Linked DNA regions of Ovis aries: region 2 is linked to region 1. Evidence: chromatin contacts called from public Hi-C data. All regions are on one chromosome and are shown on one strand. The core of a region is the stretch at or near the end of the contact, and the rest is flanking DNA. Distances in the headings are between cores, read along the strand shown. Region 1 holds the start of SOD1 (superoxide dismutase 1). Region 2 has its middle 53 kb from the start of SOD1.

The links. Hi-C and Micro-C count contacts between places; a contact is called where the count stands out from the background.
Region 2: a contact with region 1 is called in a Hi-C map of liver, with 2.5 times the contacts expected there. The contact joins the enhancer-like site here to the promoter of SOD1 in region 1. A contact is called at or near these places in 2 of 16 Hi-C or Micro-C datasets (liver and mixed tissues).

The regions. Positions count from the first base shown.
Region 1 is chr1:124,526,052-124,530,569 of ARS-UI_Ramb_v3.0, reverse strand. SOD1 (superoxide dismutase 1) reads left to right here and starts at 2,256. Exons shown (of 5, transcript NM_001145185.2): 1 at 2,256-2,414. The coding sequence starts at 2,343.
Region 2 is chr1:124,578,712-124,583,229 of ARS-UI_Ramb_v3.0, reverse strand. No RefSeq gene overlaps it. Among named protein-coding and RNA genes, the nearest start is that of SOD1, 53 kb to the right of the region's middle. Within about 2 kb of position 2,734, at least 1 of the 54 cell types and tissues checked has an H3K27ac peak or open chromatin away from gene starts, as enhancers often do. A contact at or near this core is called in liver, where this site is marked.

The DNA of each region.
Region 1 (4,518 bases), core at 1,007-3,506:
AGTTGAGTACAACAAGCAAAATTACAAATATGTATACTTTCAAGAGGATGATAAAAAAAAAAAGTGAACTGTGTATCTGTGACAGATGACGATTTGAGCCCAAAGGTAGAATTAAATAAGTCACGTGCAGCCAACACGTGGCTGAAGTAGTTTCTGCCTTGTTTCACTCTGACCTTGAACTAGGTCTCACTCAGCATTTCATCATCCCCACAACTGTGTGTGTATGTTAAGTCACTTCAGTGTGTCTGACTCTTTGCTGCCCCATGGACTGTAGCAAGCTTGTACCCCACCAAGCTCCTCGGTCCATGGGATTCTCCAGGCAAGAATACTAGAGTGGGTTGCCATGTCCTTCTCCAGGGGAATCTTCACCACCAAGGGGTCTGACCCGGGTCTCTTACATCTCCTGCACTGGCAGGCTTTACCACTAGCGCCACAGCTAAATCCTGCCTACATTAGAAGAAAAGGCAGATTGTGTTGGGAGTTCACTGGGAGACCGGAGGATTTCAACAGAAATCCCTAGCAGCCAGAGCTCTCCTCTCTTAGGTGTGTCCCTCATCGGCCCCTGTCTGGGTCTCCTTGACTCCCTGTTTCTTTTCAGTATACTTTTCCCATCTCCTCTTTTGAGTCAAGTAGGTCCAGCTCTTGCCCTCAACTTGCCAAGTTCACTGGGCATGAAAAACACCTGCAGGTCAGAATTTCTCAAATTGCCAACATCAGAGCTCCCTGGGAACAAGGGAGGAAGGTAAATTCCAGGTTTCCACCACAGACCCACTGGGTCAGAAACACAGTAATCTGTGGTTTAACGAGCCTTCTAGATGAGTCAAAAGCGTGCTTCCAGATTAAATTAAACTCAGCTCTGAAAACAGTTCACTCATCTTTGTTACTCAGGCAGCCCGCTGAGGAGGGAAGAGGAAGATTCTTCTCTTGATGCCCCCTGGCAATCCCATGGTTATCAAACTATTTTGCCAAGAAAAGCATGTTTGTGGGGGTGGGGCCAGATGGTGGTGGTGGGGATTCTCCTTCTGAGCCAAACTGTTGCAGACAAATGCACAGTAAAAAGTGAAAGTGTTAGTCACTCAGTCCTGTCCTACTCTTTGCAGACCCCACTGGACTGCAGTTGGCCAGGCTCCTCTCTCCATGGAATTCTCCAGACACGAATATTGGAGTGGGTAGCCCTTCCCTTCTCCAAGGGATCCTTCTCACCCAGGGAGTGAACCCAGGTCTCCTGCATTGCAGACAGATTTTTTACCATCTGAGCCAGGAGAGAAGCAAATGCATAGTCATTGTAAAAAAAAAATATATTTTTTTGAGAGAACATTAGTGAAGTTAAATTTGCATTTCCCAAAGGTATCCACCCACAGTCTCCCGTACATCTTTCTAGAGATTTCTGAGCACACAAGTAAACGTTTATACTTTTAAATAAAAACCCTCAGAAGTGGATTGTGCTGTTAGCTAGTTTCATGAAACGTCTTCCTTGAAGGTTAAGAAATGTATGGAGGTATCATTCACCCATTCTCCCCCTCTCCTTGACTGTTGGGGGCAGCAGACAAAACACAGAGGGATATAGAAATCAATCAGTTGGCTTTTTTTTTTTTTTTTTTTTTTGCATTTTCGGGTTTGTGGCCTTGCCACACAGGAAATATTCGAAAAGACGTAATTCTGACAACCAAATACGTAAGTCTTATGTGTTTAGGACGAAGAAAACTGCAGAGAAGAAAAGGTGAGACCCGGGACTGAGATCCACCGTCTTTACAGACCCTCGGAAAGCCACAACGCAATTAAAAAAAATGGAAATTATCACAAACACCCAGCATGAGAGTCTCAACTTGTGAAACACAAAGGCGACAACGTCAGGACCAAAGTCAGTTATCACTCACTAACATTTGCGGACAAAGGGACTTCATATCTTCAAGGCGTGCCACGTCCCTGTCCCACTTTCGTGTACTGCAATCCGCAGATCACACCCGTTCGAGGAGAAAGGCTGGGGGGAGTTTTTTTTTTTTTTTTTCCCCACGCATCCAGGTTTTACTGCGTGTTTTCACACAGCAACAGGCTAGAGGGGGCCAACAGCTCTTGAGTGACGGGCTCCTCACGCCGCCCCTTGGCTCCGCCCCCCGGTCCGTCAGGGACCCCGAGGCCTCCCCGTTGCAGGGGAGCGCGCTGAGAGCGCGGTCGGCGATTGGTTGAGGGCCAGGGTGGGCGGGGCGCGGCGGTCCAGCCCTATAAAAGTGCGGCGGCGCGCTCGCCTCGGTTTTGCGTCGGCGTGTGTTCTGCGGCGTTTCCTTGTCTGCTTGGTGGGGGTGTCTCTAGCGGTCCGGGCCAGAGAGCCTTTCCCCCGAGTCATGGCGACGAAGGCCGTCTGCGTGCTGAAGGGTGACGGCCCGGTGCAAGGCACCATCCGCTTCGAGGCAAAGGCAAGGGCTGGCGGGGTTGAGGGGGGAGACCAGCGGCGAGGCCGTGCGCGCCAACCTGTGCCCTGGAGCGGCAGGGCGGCCCTGCCGGGCCTTGTGCCGCCCTCGCCACGCCTCCCTCCCCCGGCGCGCGGTTCGGCGGGTCCGCGGTCCACTCCCCCTCCCGGGCCGCCCCCCGCGCCCCTGCTGCCGCAAAGTGCTGAGTCACCGGGCGAGCCCGGCGGCGGTGCGAGGCGAGGCCTGGGCGGGGGTGCAGGAAGGGAACACCCGGTCGGCCCCTTTGTGTGTGGGGGGGCGGGGAGGCCGACAACCGCGGGCCCGAGAGGGCGGAGAGAAAGCGAGGGAGGAGGAGAACCGGCTGCCGCGGCGCCCCTTCGACGTCCGCAGGCCCCGACGGAGACCTGCCTTGCTTTGAGGAGGCCGTGAGGCTATGCCCCCCCGCCTCCGCACCCCCCGCCCTTCTCGGCGGGGTCAGTGTCAGGGTCCTGGCATCCTGCGGATTCTTGAGTTGCGCGCCGATTCTTGAGTTGCGCAGTCCAGAGGCCTGACCCGTCCTTGAGATCTCGGGAGTGGCGGGGTGCGGCCGGGCCTTCAGGATTCTCGTGGCATCCGTTATCCCTTTGGGGCTTCCCTTGAAGGTTCGAGTGCTCCAGCTCAGGGCTCTGCAAACCACGCGCACAGTCCGTGCCGGGGTTGGTGTTTGTACAGCCCTCGAGCTGAGTGGTTTTATCTGTTCAGGTCTTTGTAGTTTTGTTTTGTTTTAATGTTTGTGTTTAAAGGAAAACACGAGTATGCAACAGTGACCCTTTACAGAAAAGTTTGCTGACACACCCTGCCCTAGGTCATGGTCAGGCTCTGTGAGGACAGAGAAAACGGCCCTGGTCAGAGCTCCAAAAAAACCAGAGCTCTAACAGACTCCGTTGTTTGAGGGGTTTTCTAGAGAGCGATAGTAATCCTGGGTGCACGGCAGACTCAGATTCACTGCGTGGGTGCAAAGTCGCTTTAGTCGTGTCCGACTCTTTGCGACCCCATGGACTGTACTCCGTTAGGATCCTCTGTCCATGGGACTCTCCAGGCAAAAGGAACTGGAATGGGTTGACGTTTCCTCTTCCAGGGGATCTTCCCAGTCCAGGGATCAATCCAGCTCTCCTGAATTGCAGGCAGATTCTTTACCCGCTGAGCCCTCAGGGAAGCCCCAGAGTCACTGGCTGAGCTTTTTAAAATAGACATTCCAGGGCTCAACTCAGGATCGATTACGTCAGAACCTGGTGCGGTGCAGTCTGAGATTTGCAGTTTTTAAAGCCTCCAAAGTGGTTCTTAACAGTGCATGGAGGATTGAGAATTCGAGGAGGCCTAGAGTATTTCCTTTGCACCGAATTGTCATTTCTGTGCTTGGAGCATTCCTGTAAACAAATTTTCAGTCAGGTGACTTTGAAATTTCTTTACCGGTAGGCCTGTTACTGAGAGGGTATTGGACAAACCTCTGCACAAATCATGTAAAATAAAGTGTACAGAAACACTCAGTGATCATACTGAAGCACAGATGTTGTGAGGAGTGTGAAACATCTTTTCACAGATGTTGTGAAAAGACTGTCCCAGATCTTAGGTTGCCAGTGGGTGGAAGATTGTGTTGGCTTGTTAATATTGAGGGAATATTTAAGGTACCAGTGAGATTTACAGTGGTTTATGGAAACATGAAAGGATATGCAAAGTGTTATATGTGAGATTTATACAAGGAAAACAAATATTTGAGCTTAATTTTTTTCCTTTTGGTGGTTTCCAAATTTTCCGAAAAGGCTTTTTGACATTAGACTAAGTTTTGCTCTTTTCTTTTGCCAGACTCTGTTTTGTCTCTCCTCTTGCCTCCATTGCTCTGCTGCTGCTGAGTCGCTTCAGTCGTGTTCGACTCTGTGCGACCCCATAGACGGCAGCCCACCAGGCTCCCCTGTCCCTGGGAGTCTCCAGGCAAGAACACTGGAGTGGGTTGCCATTTCCTTCTCCAGTGCATGAGAGTGAAACGTGAATGTGAAGTCGCTCAGTCGTGTCCGACTCCTAGCGACCCCATGGACTGCAGCCTACCAGGCTCCTCCATCCATGGGATTTTCCA
Region 2 (4,518 bases), core at 1,485-3,984, 52 kb before region 1:
GGGTTGCTAAGTCGTGTCTGATTCTTTGAGACCCCCACGACTGCAGGCTTCCCTGGGTGGGAGTGGAAAGTAAAAAACGGATGGTTGTTTTCTTTGTATTTTTGTACAAGTGGTCTTTTCCAGCACTTTTGTGCTCAGCAGGTAGTACTAACAGTGTTCGACATTATAACATACAAGGCAACTGCTGAGGCCGACAAATGCCTGATTCTGCACTTACCCGTGTTATAACTTCTTCTGGGCTGGGACGATCCCCTGGAGAAGGGAATGGCTACCCACTCCAGTATTCTTGCCTGAAGAATTCCATGGAGAGGGGAGCCTTGAGGGCTACCGTCAGTCCATGGGGTCGCAAAGAGTCGGACACGACTGAGCGACTAACACACACACACGCGCACACACACACGCGCGCACACACACGCACACACACACACACACGCGCACACACACACACAGAAGGACATCTTTCCCTTTGATATAAAAACAAGACTATTAATAGGATCTTTGAATAGGGTCTGACTTTACCCTGGGGTGATGGTGTGTCTTGGTAACCTTCCAAAGGGGAGAAAGTTTCCAGATCTTCAACTTCCATTAACTCTCTCCTCCAAGGCTGATCTGGATGAAGCTGCAAGCTGGTTTTCAGTCTCTCACCCCTTTACAATTACTCCTCTCCTACTTTACAGAGGAAACAGCTGTGTCAACCACTCTCAGTCTCACAAAGAGTCCCATCCCCGGAAGCAAGGGGTCCCCGGGGGCATCAAACAAGGGGGAACGGCAGTGTCTCTGTGGCCCAAGAGAACTGACTGATGCCTGGGTCACAAGTCCTGACAAATCAGGTCACTTCCCCTGCACTATGTGTGTTTCTTATTTTAATTAAAAAAAATATGCCTGAGTTTTGTTTTCAACTTTTTTTTTTTTTTAATTTTTTGGCTATGCCACACAGGATGTGGGATCTTAGTTCCCTGATCAGGAACTGAACCCAGGTCTCTTGCATTGAAAGTGCAGAGTCTTAACCATGGGACCAGCAAGAAAGTCCCTCATGCATTATTTTACACAAAATTAGAGGGGGACCTAAGTGAACTGCCCATTAATACAGCATTAAAAGTGATTTTTATGGAAGATCACTAAATGATTTCTGGCAAATAGTGCTGAAGGAATTTAAAGAATCGAATGACAGGGCTGTAACAAAACTTCCAAACCATCTCCTGATTAATGTGAAGCTGGTTTCTCAGTGCATACATCTTTTTCTTTTTTTAATCTGCCTGCACCACGTGGCATTAGGGATCTTAGTTCTCTGACCAGGGACTGAACCCACTCCCCTGCAGTGGAAATGGAGTCTTAACCACTAGACCACCAAGGAAGTCCCTACATCTTTTTTTTTTTTAATTATTAATATAGATTCATAGAAAGTTGCAAAGACAATACAGAGAGGTTCAACACATCCTTCACCCAGCTCCCCCCAGTGGTTAAACTTCTGTAGCTGCAGTGCAGGAAATTGATGCCAGTGCGGTATGTGGGGGTAGTTCACACCCTTTTATCGCGTGTGTGGGTCACATCACCACCGCCACAATCACAGTACAGAACTGCGCCATCACCACAAAGCACTTCCTTACGCTTCTCCTTTATCCGCACAACCCCCACTACCCCCACCATCCCTAACCCCTGGCAGCCTGTCTCTGAATACTGCCATTTTGAGAATGTCATATACATGGAATTATACAGTATCTGACATTTTGAGACTGGCTTTTCCAGTCATTTCATTACCCTTGAAATTCATCCAAGTTGTTGCATGAATCAATTTTTTTTTCTATTGCTGGGTAGTTTTCCACAGTACTTTTCTATATGAAAAGTGGGGATAGAGTTCATGCCAAAGCCTGATTCATTCTAGCAGTATGTTTTTTTAAATTTTTGGCTGCACCACATGGCATGTGGGAACATAGTTCCCTGAATTGGGGTTGAACTCATGTCATCTGCAGTGGAAGCTTAACCACTGGACCGCCAGGGAAGTCCCCTAGCAGTTAGGAATTTTTATCACCAATGGGATGGATTCATTGTTACCAATGAAGTCACTTGTTTCATTAAGCTATGTATTTCTAATAAAATTATTTTTTGTTTTATATCATAATTATCAATATTTTTGTATATTGTTTTATATAATATTTTGTATATTGTTTTAATTGATTGTATACTACTGATCACAGTAATGGTAAAGTAATACAAATTAAAGAAAAGTTAAACCTTATAGCCTTATGATCACAGGAAGTGGAAGATATTTAAATTTATGCATTTCATTGGAGAGAAATGATGGGTGTTCAACAAAGATTCTCAAATATCTCGCTAGAACTCTATAGGGGGTGTGGAGCAGAAGGGGGAAAGGAAGCAAAATTTCTGACTGTCATTAGTGAAAGAGTTTGCTACCTATTTTGTAAATGATTCGTGATGGTTATTAAGTCACTGGGGTACTACGGGATTCCCTGGTGGCTCAGATGGTAAACAGTCTGCCTGTCATGTGGGAGACCCGAGTTTGATCCCTGGTTCAGGAAGATCCCCTGGAGAAAGAAATGGCAACCCACTCCAGTATTCTTGCCTGGAAAATCCCATGGACGGAGGAGCCTGGCCGACTACAGTCCATGGGTCACAAAGAGTCGGACACGACTGAGTGACTTCACTTTTACTGTTAAGGTTCCACCAGCTTTTATATTTGTTTATTTATTTGGCCAGGCCTTGCAGCTTGCTGGATCTTTGTCCTCCAACCAGGGGACAAACTCAGGCCCTTAGCAATGAAAGTGCAGAGTCCTAGCCACTGGACTGCCAAGAAATCGCCCAGATGCTTTTAAAAGTGATCAGAGAGAGGAATTTCCCTACCGGTCCGGTGGTTAGGACTTGGGTGATTTCAAAGCTGAGGGCCCAGGTTCGAACCCTAGTTGGGGAACGCAGATCCCACAAACTATGCAGTGCAGCCAATAATAACAAAAAAATAAAAGTGATCTGAGAGATTTTGTTTGTAGTAAGAACACTTGAGGTGAGATCTACCCTCTTAACAAATCTATGTGTACAATACAGAATGATTAACTATAATTACAGTGTTGCAGAGCAGGCAGATTGCCAGAATGTATTCATCTTGCATAAGTGGAACTTCATACCTGAAAAAGTAATGTATGAATTTTATTTGAAAATGTCATTCTTCCCAGTGGTAAATAATCCACCTGCTGATGCAGGAGACTCCGGCTTGCTCCTTGGGTCCGGGAAATCCCCTGGAGAAGGGGGGATTCCAACATTCTTGCTGGGGAAATCCCATGGACAGAGGAGCCTGGTGGGCTACAGTCCACGGGGTGGCAAAAGAGTTAGGTACCACTTAACAACTAAACAAAAACAATATGGGAGAAATTACATTTGCAAAAACTTAAAACAGCATGAAAATGATTTTTTAAATGCTAAAAACTTTAAAAAGCATGTGGCATTATTGTACAGCAGAAACTAACACGACATTATAAAGCAACTATACTCCAATTGAAAAAAAAATTTTTTAAGGAAATAACAGCAACAGAAAAAGCATATGGTGGCACAACAGTTTTTTAAAATTCTTCCCTGTGAGCAAAGAGATTCATTTGCTACCATTATCAAGAGGTTTTGGCAAAGCGATTTTGAAAATTTATGAGGTGATGATATCAATGTAACAGAAATACAGGCGGCTCTGTTACATAATAGTGTTCCATAGATGTTTACTGGTATCTTCTTAAGACACCAATTTGTACTAATCAGGATAATTTCAGTGGGAGTGACCAAAATCTGATCAAGCAGAAAAGAGAATTTATTGGCCTAAAAAGTAAAAGGCTGAGGTGGCTGATCCATATGCTTAGTGACAAGGATCCATATCTCTCCGCTTGTTTTGGCTCTCCTTTCCTCTTGGATGTTTTCACCTAACAGCAGGTTTTCCTCATGGCAATATGGCGGCAGGTAGCCCTGGCCTCCCATCCTCCCAATTAGAAAATCCTGGTGGGAAGACGACTTCTCTTTCCCAGTAGGTCCAGTGAAATGACAGGAATTGATTTTTATTGGTCTGGTTGGGATCATGTGCCCATCCCTGAGCCAATGACTGCAGCCAAAATGGAACGCCCTGATTGGCTAGGGCCGGATCATGTGCCCACTGAATCTGGGGAACAGGTCAGTCCCACTCAGTCTACAGGTACCGAGAGTGAACGGGTTGAGAAAGACCAGAATTTTACCAAAGGAGAGAATGGACAATGGAGGAGCCAGGATATAAGGCTAGATATAATACATAGGCTGCTGCTGCTAAGTCGCTTCAGTCGTGTCCGACTCTGTGTGACCCCAGAGACGGTAGCCCACCAGGCTCCCCTGTCCCTGCGATTCTCCAGGCAAGAACACTGGAGTGGGTTGCCATTTCCTTCTCCAATGCATGAAGGTGAAAAGTGAAAGCAAAGTCGCTCAGTCGTGTCCGACTCCTAGCAACCCCATGGACTGCAGCCCACCAGGCTCCTCCATCCATGGGATTTTCCAGGCAAG